Linked DNA regions of Sus scrofa: region 2 is linked to region 1. The links are chromatin contacts, called in public Hi-C maps. All regions are on one chromosome and are shown on one strand. Each heading gives the region's core, a stretch centred on a gene start, on an enhancer-like site or on the middle of the called end of the contact. The rest is flanking DNA. Distances are from core to core; before and after follow the strand shown. Region 1 has its middle 340 kb from the start of EPM2A. Region 2 has its middle 550 kb from the start of UTRN.

Evidence for each region. A called contact is a pair of places that touch in the nucleus more often than the background predicts.
Region 2: a contact with region 1 is called in a Hi-C map of fetal heart ventricle, with 2.0 times the contacts expected there. The contact joins two enhancer-like sites. A contact is called at or near these places in 2 of 47 Hi-C or Micro-C datasets (fetal heart ventricle and heart right ventricle).

Annotation. Positions count from the first base shown.
Region 1 is chr1:20,141,375-20,146,411 of Sscrofa11.1, forward strand. No RefSeq gene overlaps it. Among named protein-coding and RNA genes, the nearest start is that of EPM2A, 340 kb to the left of the region's middle. Within about 2 kb of position 1,892, at least 2 of the 83 cell types and tissues checked have an H3K27ac peak or open chromatin away from gene starts, as enhancers often do.
Region 2 is chr1:20,495,979-20,501,015 of Sscrofa11.1, forward strand. No RefSeq gene overlaps it. Among named protein-coding and RNA genes, the nearest start is that of UTRN, 550 kb to the right of the region's middle. Within about 2 kb of position 2,298, at least 4 of the 83 cell types and tissues checked have an H3K27ac peak or open chromatin away from gene starts, as enhancers often do.

The sequences.
Region 1 (5,037 bases), core at 642-3,141:
AAAACTATCAATAAATTAAGAATTTATCAGATGTGCTGCTTTTAGCAAAAAGAGATTTTCAGCAGATGTACAGCTTGTTGAATTACATACAATGCTTACTAAATCTTGACTCTCTGATAGTTTAGTGATCTGTATTAGATCCCCTAATCTCAGTCTATGAAACAAACATAAGGGGAAAATGCCAAAATAGAAAATCAGATCAGGAGGAAAAATAAAATGAAAAACAATTTTACATACCAGTGAGTAAATGGAGGAAAAACATAAACATATGTGAGTTCTAATTAGTTGTTGATTTCTTTTTAAATTGCAAATCTATGATCCCTTATTTATATATAAAACTGAAAATGCTTAATATAAAACATATTTAAAGGATATCAAATGGGATTTCAAATAGATGTTGATTTTCACTCCTGCACAAAAGTGCTAAATTGGGAGAAAGGAGGAGAAAGGCCTGTAAAATTGGCCAGCCAGTTTATTCCAAAAGGGGGACCAAATGCTGGTACATAACTGCTTCCTCCAGACCAATGATGTCTGTAGCTACAGCAGCCAACTCCAGCAAACAAAAGGATCAAACTCTGGTGGAGCTGCTGCATCTGGGAGTCGGCAAGCTACCTTCAAGACATATTCAGATGGAACTTGGATGTTAATGGTGTTGGCAGTTAGTGTAGAATTTTCGAATGGATATTTCAATTTTAGCTTTATCTCCAAGGGCCAGAGCCCCTTCCAAAGTGGCTGCAAGCTGTGCTGCCTTCAATTCACCTCAGGATACAATTAAACAAGCCATTCTGAAGTCAGCCAAATTCTCTCAGGCTCCCTGCGGACTGATCCTTTTGTTTTTTTTCCTAAGCAGGCCAAGAACCAGGATGGATGACAAAGATGGTTGAGTTTTCTGATCTAATCAACATATTTTACATAAGCGTCTGTGTGGCAGTGATGGCTAGCTATTCCTCCGCACACGTGTGTTCCCCTTCTACAACACAGTTGTGTCTGAAAGAGGCGGCCCCACCAGGGATCCCATTTCCCAGGACACCTCTTCCTTCTAAGTGGTGCCAAGGAACCAGTTCTCACCATGGAATATAAGCAGAGTGGTGAGTGTCACGTCTAACCTGAGGCGCTAGGAAGTGGATATGAATATTCCACCCTCTTCTCCCACCTGTTGGCTGAATTTTGTTGCCCAAGGAGACCTCAGAAATCACTTCTTGAAAGCAGTAGAATCTCCTCAGGCTGGGTTTCTAAATCGGTACAGAAAAGGAATATGTTCTCTCCCTACCAAGCAGAAATACACACACTAGACATTCATAGAGGAAGAAAAAGAGATCGATTGTGTTCAGTTGCTGAGAAATTTGTTTTATGGATATGTTAGTTCCAAAGGCTACCATTATCCTAACCAATAGTGCTTTTGTGTACACCTACACACACCTACACACACACATACACACACACACAGATAAGCACTCTTAGGCAATTTACTTCTATACTCTCATAAACTGGCTGTCTCAATCAGCATTCAAATGGAAAAGCACAAGCTTCCATAGGCGGTATAAAGACATATATACTTACATATATACATAGGTGTGTGTGTGTAAAGGGATTTGTTACAAGGATTTGACCTTACACACTTGTATGAGTTAAGCAATCTCAGCATGACTGTTGCCTCTCCATCTGATCCAGGACTCAAAGTCCACAGACAGGCTGTCTGAGGGTAAGAAGATGGAGAGTGAGGGAAGGCAGGGTAATGTAGAACTTTCAGGACAGACTGGAACCAGAATCCATTCTTCACTTCTCAGTGCTTCCACACTCGAAGATATGAGTATTCCACAGGACACACCATCGCCCTTCATCATGGAGCTAAACACAATGTGACATACGAATTGGAGAAACTCCAGGAGGATCTGAGGGCAGTTCACCAGTTGTTTTCAAGCCTGGCTGCATTCCAATGCCAAGGAGGTGAGCCAACAGATAAGACACAATGAGCTACAAAAACATCTGACAACCTTGCTTCAACCTTTGGGCATTAAAAGACAAGATGGTTGCTACTTCACTTCTATTCTCCAAATCTCATGCCAAAAATTGTCTCTCATGGATCATTTCAAAAGAAAAAATTTAGAGAAAGAGTATCTTGTAAACATATTTGAGCCTAGCCAAGGTGGCACATTACAAAGCCCCCAGGCTGTCTGTTGATTCAATTACAAGCCAATTCCTTAAAAGATTGCTGCTCATGTATTCAACAAATGTGCATTGAATGGCATCGATTTTCCAGTATTTGGGAAATACTGATGATAAAAATATAAGTAAGATGTATTCCCAAATTTTAGGAACTCATAATCCTGTGGAAGAAACAAAACTATAAACAAAATTACGATGCTGTCATTACGACAGTATCGCTATTCAAAGGGCACTGTAGGAACACAGAGGAGGAGCAGTGCAGGGTATGGACATTAACAAGGTACTAGACACCCCCTGCCCACACCTGCATTTGCAAATATCCTGGGAAACATCACACTGCTCCCAAACCAGCAACTTCCAACCTAGGTTTTGCAGTCAGTAATATCCATGACTGTCTTCCAAAGGTGTTAGATTGAGAGCATAAGTGTAAAAAGAAACAGTGAACCTCGTCTTAACTTTAGAAACCAGAGATGAGGCTAAAAGCAATCACTGCTTTATTGTAAATTGAACACAGTATATAGGAGAGGGCAACAAAGTGAACAAAGATTTGTAACTTTGTGTGAAGTCGTTCTTCATATATATTCACCTCACCAGCAGTGTGGCTTAGTAATAAAACAAGTATAGAACTGACAAGAAATGGAAATTAATTTCTCCTTCCAATACTGAGCAATATATTCTGTGCAGGTCCATCAACAAGACATGGAACATACAGTGTGCTTTTCAGATTGTTGCAGGTATTTCCCAAGCATTCCCTAATTAACCGAGTGCAAAATCATTAAAAATCAATTATTAAACCCTCACTTTCCAAGTGGGAAAACTGAGGTCAAAGACAGAGCTAGTCCAGGTTAGGAAGAATTTATGACCAACTGAGAATGGAGGCCGCATCTCTGACTCTTTTTCAGTGTCCACACTGCTGGCTTCCGTCACCCCACAGTAACCAAAATGAAACATAGATTCAGAATACTCCTCCTGCTACACTTGAACTTACTTGCTATTCTCTTCCCCTTCTCCTCTCACCTCAACACCTCAGGATGTGACTAGTTGTGTTCGTTCCAATTGGTTTCAACAAGTTGAAATCTTATTTCCTGAGGAACGTGACCCAGGTAAGACAGATGTAAATTTGTGGGTCCCAGAGTAAATTAAGTCTAAAGTGATCCAGAATCCTGGAATCTTGAACTTCAATTTGCTGTAGTGTTAGAGGGATTTTGACTCTGACACTAGACATCAATTTTTTAAATCAAAAGCACTGAACACAAATGGTGAAGATTTTATTTCATTGTTTGCTAAGGGCTAGTGGCATACACATAGGTAGAGTGATATAACTGATCATCCTAACTGGGGTTTTTTGAAAGTGAAAAGAGATGTTAGTTGGTTTGCCAGAAAGTAAATGGAAACAGGGCTGCCTAGACAAACTGAGACAAACTCAATCAACCTAAATTGCAACATGCTTTTTTATTAATGGGTGTGTAGAAATATTGCACCCTTGGTGAATATCCAGATCACACATAATCAGTTTATCTTGGTAAGCTGGCTAGCTCATTGCTCCTCACTCTGTAGATCTAAATTTAGAGAGTACATTAGTTTCCTAAGGCTACTGTAACAAAACACCACAAACAGGGTGGTTTAAACCAAAGAAATGTATTCGCTCACAGTTCTGGAGGTAAGAAGTCTGAAATCCAGATGTTGGCAGGGACATTCTCTCTCTGAAGGGTCAATGGGAGAATCTATTCTATGCTCTTCTCTTAGCCTCTGGTATTGCTGGCAATTTGGGGCATTCCTTAGCTTGTAGTGCAGCACTTCAGTTTCTGCCTCCAGTATCATGTGATGTTATCCTTGTGGGTCTAAATCTGGGTCACTTTCCTTTTTTCATAAGGACAACTAGTTGTATTGGATTATCTAATGACCTTAACTTGATTACACCTCCAAAGCCTATTTCCAGAAAAGGTCACATTCACAGGTATCTGGAGTCAGGATTTCAACATACCTTTTCAGGAGACACACATTAACTCTAACAGAAAGCAATGGTATCAAATAGCATATATTTAGATTGAAAAAGTAGCAATGGCTTGGTTGCCTCTGGAGTATACTTTCCAGTCCTTGCTATAATTGTTGTTTCTCGGACAAATGAAACTGTAGAGAAGCCAGGGACAGGGTACTGAATGAGGATGGTGGAAAACTGCAGAGCACAGAGGAGGTTATTTTAATGTAAGGTTCAAATCCATCTGGAGCAGTCTTTAGGAATATAACATGCCTTCTTTATGCCATATCCCCCTTGAAGCATTTCCCCTTTAAGATAGTTTGTGGATTCAGGCAACATAACTTTTTAATTATTCCTTAGTTATTGTGTTAGAAAAAAATAATTGCCACATCTGTTTTAAAATAGCTCTTGGAAAGGCTAGTGACCCAATGCTGGTGGCTGTGAGCTCCTGTGATGTAAGAGGAACACATGGCCGAGTGCTCACCTTCACAGCACAAGGCTAAATATGTCTGCTGATGCAGTCAATAAATTATTCATGCCATTTCTATATAAAAGCAATACTGCTATTTAATACTTATCAGATCCACTTCCTCTTTCCTCTCTTCTCTCTCTCTCTCTCTCTCTCTTTTTTTTTTTTTCAAACACCTGGGAGAAATCATTACCATGTCTTCCTGAGGTATTTGTTAGCAGCTTCATGCTGTCATTTCACAGGTTACATCACTCAGAAATCAGTTAATTATTAGCCAGAGTGATATAAAATCTGAGATGAATTGTTACCTAGAAAAGCAAAAAAAATAAAGGAAAAAATATTCATACCCTCGGGTACTGGTTTATGTTTATAGAGTATTTCACATTTTATTGTTCAAGCTTATTCCACTAAAGATGCTTTGGGC
Region 2 (5,037 bases), core at 1,048-3,547, 360 kb after region 1:
GGGTTTCTGCCTCTGAGGGAACGTGTTCATTACAGCAAAGAGAAATGTGAAACAGGGGAGGGTAAGTGACATTCTTATTCAACCCCATGTTTTGCTCCATCAAGTTTTCAATTTTTTTCCCCCCACATTGGACTTTTTATGGAAAACTGATAAGAGCTATAATTACTGTTAGAAAGAAATAGGTCAGAACCAGTCGTTTGCTTGCAGACAGGGTCTCAGAGGCAAGAGAGGAACCTGAACAGAGACAAGGCTTGCCACTCTGTCTTCCTATTATGGATTAAAACCTGATCAGTGCCATCCACCAACAGGCATGTAAAATGAAATCAACCCCTTACCTGTCAGGAGTCAGAGAGATGGATTCTATCCTGTCTGGTAGCTCAGTGGAAAACTGTCAGTCCTACACCCTCTCAATCCTTTCAAATTCTATTTTCCCAAAGTTTAAAATGATGCAACCATTTTAAATGCATGCCATATTATACAGAGAAAAAAGCTGAGCTCAAGCCTCAGAAAACTGCTGCTAGCAAAGAAATGAAGGGAAGGTAGAACTAACTATTCAGGAAAATGATGTACCATCTCAGACACACGTCTAGCCAGTCGGCTCTCCATGTGTCTAAAAATGTTGCATGATTATGTGCTTGCCACAACCATGGGACAGAAAGAATTCATTTGCTTGGCACTGAGGGGCCAGTTGGAGCTTCCAGCAATGCCAAGAGATGGTCACCCAACACAGCTCTACACCTGTTTTGTGCAACTCAGACTTCCTGTGCACCATTTTCTCTCTTTGTGATTTTCTCGTGGTCCCTTTCTGCAAGCTGATATGGTTCTTGATCCTTATTTTGCCTCTTCCTGGGAAAGCCAGCTCGCTGGAAGCATGAACCTAAGGGTGCTGCAGTCTTGATGTTTTGGTAGACACATTCCCCCAAACTCCATCCAGATGTTTAAGAAATTCAGGGCAGCTTGGCTTTCTCCTTCTATTCATGTGGTTTCAATGCCCACCAGGGTCTTACAGGTCAATCTGACTTAAATACTCACTTGTAGAAACCTAAACTTTTCACATGATTCCTACTGATTCTTTATGGTTAGCTTACTCCTTGTGTCATCTGTCTCTGCCCTGTGTCCAGCTGAGCTGGTCCATCACTGCCACGGCACAAACCTCATCTTTCACCTGTCCATAACAGATGCAGTCACACCATGCACAGATATATTAACTTTACTGGTTGTGGGAGGAATCTTTGGGAATGGTCCTATTACATAGCATGCAGCCTTCAGCAAACCCTCTCTCTCACTGACCCCAATGGCATTCTTCTTCTTTTGTCTCCTCCCTCCCCATCCCTTTTCTTTAATGATAGACACACGTCTCCCTTCATCTTCTGTAGAACAGTTGTATTCCTTCCATCAGACAAGAGATGTCCCTGGCTACCCTCAAGCTCTGCTAGTGTATTTTCCAAACACAAAAATAGTTCTTTTCCAGACTTCTCATTGTGGCTCAGTGGAAATGAATCCAATTAGTAACCATGAGGATGTGGGTTCAATTCCTGGCTTCATTCAGTGGGTTAAGGATCTGACATTTCCGTGAGCCCCGTGAGCTGTGGTATAGGTCACAGATGTGGCTCAGATCCGGTGTTGTCATGGGTGTGGTGCAGGCCAGAAGCTGCAGCTCTAATTTAATTCCACCACTGGCCTGGGAACTACCTTATGCCATGGGTGTCACCCTAAAAAGCAAAAAAAAAAAAAAAAGTCCTCTTCCTAAGAGGAATTCTGGTGACAGATTCTTATCTAACATCTGGTAACTTCTTACCAGTTAAGAAGATTGGCCATCCCAGAAATGACTTTGCATCCACAAATGCTAAAGAGCGGACTGAATAATGAGGTATTAAAAGAATATTTTTAAAAAGTTAATTTACTACCTGCTATCCAACCAAACTTTTCTGAGATTTTATGTTTTCATATTCTAGGTGTTAGAGAGCAAGAAACGGGTATCTAGAATATCATGTTATTGTGTTGAGACACATCCTAGGAGGAACAACTATTGTATCACTGGGTTTTATTTTTTTTTTTTATTTTTTTTTTCACTGGGTTTTATGATTGATCCTCTCAGGATGTATTACCAGCAGGGTGCTGCTGTCACTGCAGCAGTGTTGGCAGCCCTGATTTTAGGATTCTTTTCCAAAAGTGCCATGATGCACAGATTAAATTAAATGAAATGCAAATTAACTCCATATTGAGTTATCACTCCAGGGTGCCAGACACGTTCCAGATCTAGGAATCATACCTTTGCATCCAAATCATACATGGCTGAGGAGTGCCTGTGTATTAGTCATACATGGTTCTGGCTGCCATAACAAAATACCAGAGACTGAGTGGCTTAAACAAGAGAAATTTATTTTCTCACAGTTTTGGAGGCCGGAAGTCCTATTCTATTAAGGTTCTATTAGGGTTGGTTTTAGTGAAACCTCTCTCCCTGGCTTCTCTTTCTATTCTCATATGACCTCTTCTCTGAGCATGCTGGGGCTAAAAGAGATATCTGGTGTCTCTTCCCTTCTTATAAGGATAGGCATCATACTGGATTAAGGCCCCACCCTTATGACCTCATTTAACCTTTCTTATATCCTTGTAAACCCTATCAATAAATACAATCACATTGGGAGTCAGAGCTTCAACATATGAATTTTGAGAGAACCCAGTTCCATCCATAACAGCTTAGAATCAGATTTCTCCTCCATGAGGCAACTTCTAAAAGTAGCCTTTTCAAAACAGCCACCGCTTTCCATAACACAGATGATTCTGACATAAAACCATACATGTGAGCTTTATAGCTTTAAATGCTTTATAGCTTAAACATGTCTTTAGAATCATTGTCGTATTTGGTTCCTACAAACCTGAGAGAGAGACAAGGCAGGTAGCCTTATCCTCACTTTAAGACGAAGGAATAGGCTTGCAGAGGACGGCTAGCATTGGAAATGCCTTTGGAGAGGGGCAGAGCCGGCACTGGAGTCCACATTCTTGGCTCTAGGATTTTTCCAGTGCAGGGTTTATACCTTACGATGAGGCCTCAACATCTACACATTTGCACAGAAACCACCATAAGGGTTTTCAAGAATAGATAAAATCGAAGATACCATCAGACATATTAGAATGTTTGACTTAGTGGGAGAGGGAGTAGAAATGGGAGTGCGTCATGGTGACCAAAGGGAATAATCAGACATATAAAAACAGGAGAGGGACCTGGCACCAAGTGGGATAATAGTGTGACATGAACCAGAGGCTATCATCAGCCCTCTGCACCTGTCAACCAAAGAAAAGAACTGGCTCAATGCCCAGAATGTCTCTGCTGTGAGGGAGCTAGGGACAGCACTAGAAACACCTGACCTTGTGATGCACATGAAGGAAAACTTGGAGTTCTAAAACCAGTTGTCATTCCCAAACCTTACTTTATGACGTCATTGTTTCACTGGAGTTTTGTTTTGTTTTGTTTTTTGTCTTTTTGCCATTTCTAGGGCCGCTCCCGCGGCATATGGAGGTTCCCGGGCTAGGGGTCGAATCGGAGCTGTAGCCTCCGGCCTACGCCAGAGCCACAGCAACGCGGGATCCAAGCCGAGTCTGCAACCTACACCACAGCTCACAGCAACGCCGGATCGTTAACCCACTGAGCAAGGGCAGGGACCAAACCCGCAACCTCATGGTTCCTAGTCGGATTCGTTAACCACTGCGCCACGACGGGAACTCCCTTCACTGGAGTTTTTAAACCTGATTGATGTTGAATTATCTGTGGCACTCTCGCTCTTTTAAGTGGCTGGGTTTTGAGGTAAGACCATAACTTTGGAGTGGGCCATAACTAGGTTCAACGCCCAGGCCTTCCTGTTTGTTACCTGCTGAGGAAGCCACGCTGCTAAAGAGGTTCTCTCATCTGTAAGAGGAGACCGAACTACCCAGCCTGCAGGGTATTCTGAGGACTAGAGCAACAATGTATGTACCAAGTCCAGCACAAGTGTCTAACAGTATAGAACATGTTCAATAAAGGAAAGATTTATTATTTTAATTTCTAGTGAAATGCCAGGGAAGAATGGATTCAGGAACCTAGAGGTGACTGAATGTACCTTCCCAATGCCCAGAGGCATTCAACAATAACCAGCCTTAGGCACAGGTTTTATACTGGGGAAGTCATATACACAAGCATGAAGGCCTAAAGTGCTGTGGTTATTAAATATCAGCCATATTTAAACATATTTGCAAAAGCTCAAGAGAAACATAATAGTGTTCTTTTAAAGTTTTTTTAAAATTATGTTGTCAACGTAATTTTCCATGATTCCTGAAGAAAACACTTCTTTCTTGTTAATTATAGAGAAAATGGTGACCTTAGAGAGATGGACTACCCTGCACAGCTCAGTAGTACCTTATTATTTTTGAAATGGATAAATAGGAAATTTTCCTGTTCAAAGGATCACAAAATGTTCCTTGTTGGAAATAGAAAAACTCTTTCCTATATTTAAAGAAAAATCAGGAGTTCCCGTCGTGGCGCAGTGGTTAACGAATCCGACTAGGAACCATGAGGTTGCGGGTTCGGTCCCTGCCCTTGCTCAGTGGGTTAACGATCCGGCGTTGCCGTGAGCTGTGGTGTAGGTTGCAGACGCGGCTCGGATCCTGCGTTGCTGTGGCCCTGGCGTAGGCTGGTGGCTACAGCTCCGATTGGACCTCTAGCCTGGGAACCTCCATATGCCGCAGGAGCGGCCCAAGAAATAGCAAAAAAAAAAAAAAAAGAAAAAAAAAAAAAAAAAGAAAAATCACTTTCTCAGTATTAGAAATCATTTTTCCCTCCTGTTTTCATGAGGCTTAATGGTAAATAGGGACCCAGTTGGGATGATTACAGACAAATGAGCACTATAAGTTCCATGTGGAGCTGTTGTTGTTGTTGTTGGGATTTTTGTTGTTGTTATTTCATTTTGTTTTGTTTTTTGGTCAACTGGAGAACTAGATCCAGCTCCCCTTTGCCTTTGAGTAGGTGTATGAAAGAGAGAGAGACAGACAATTACTAGTAGG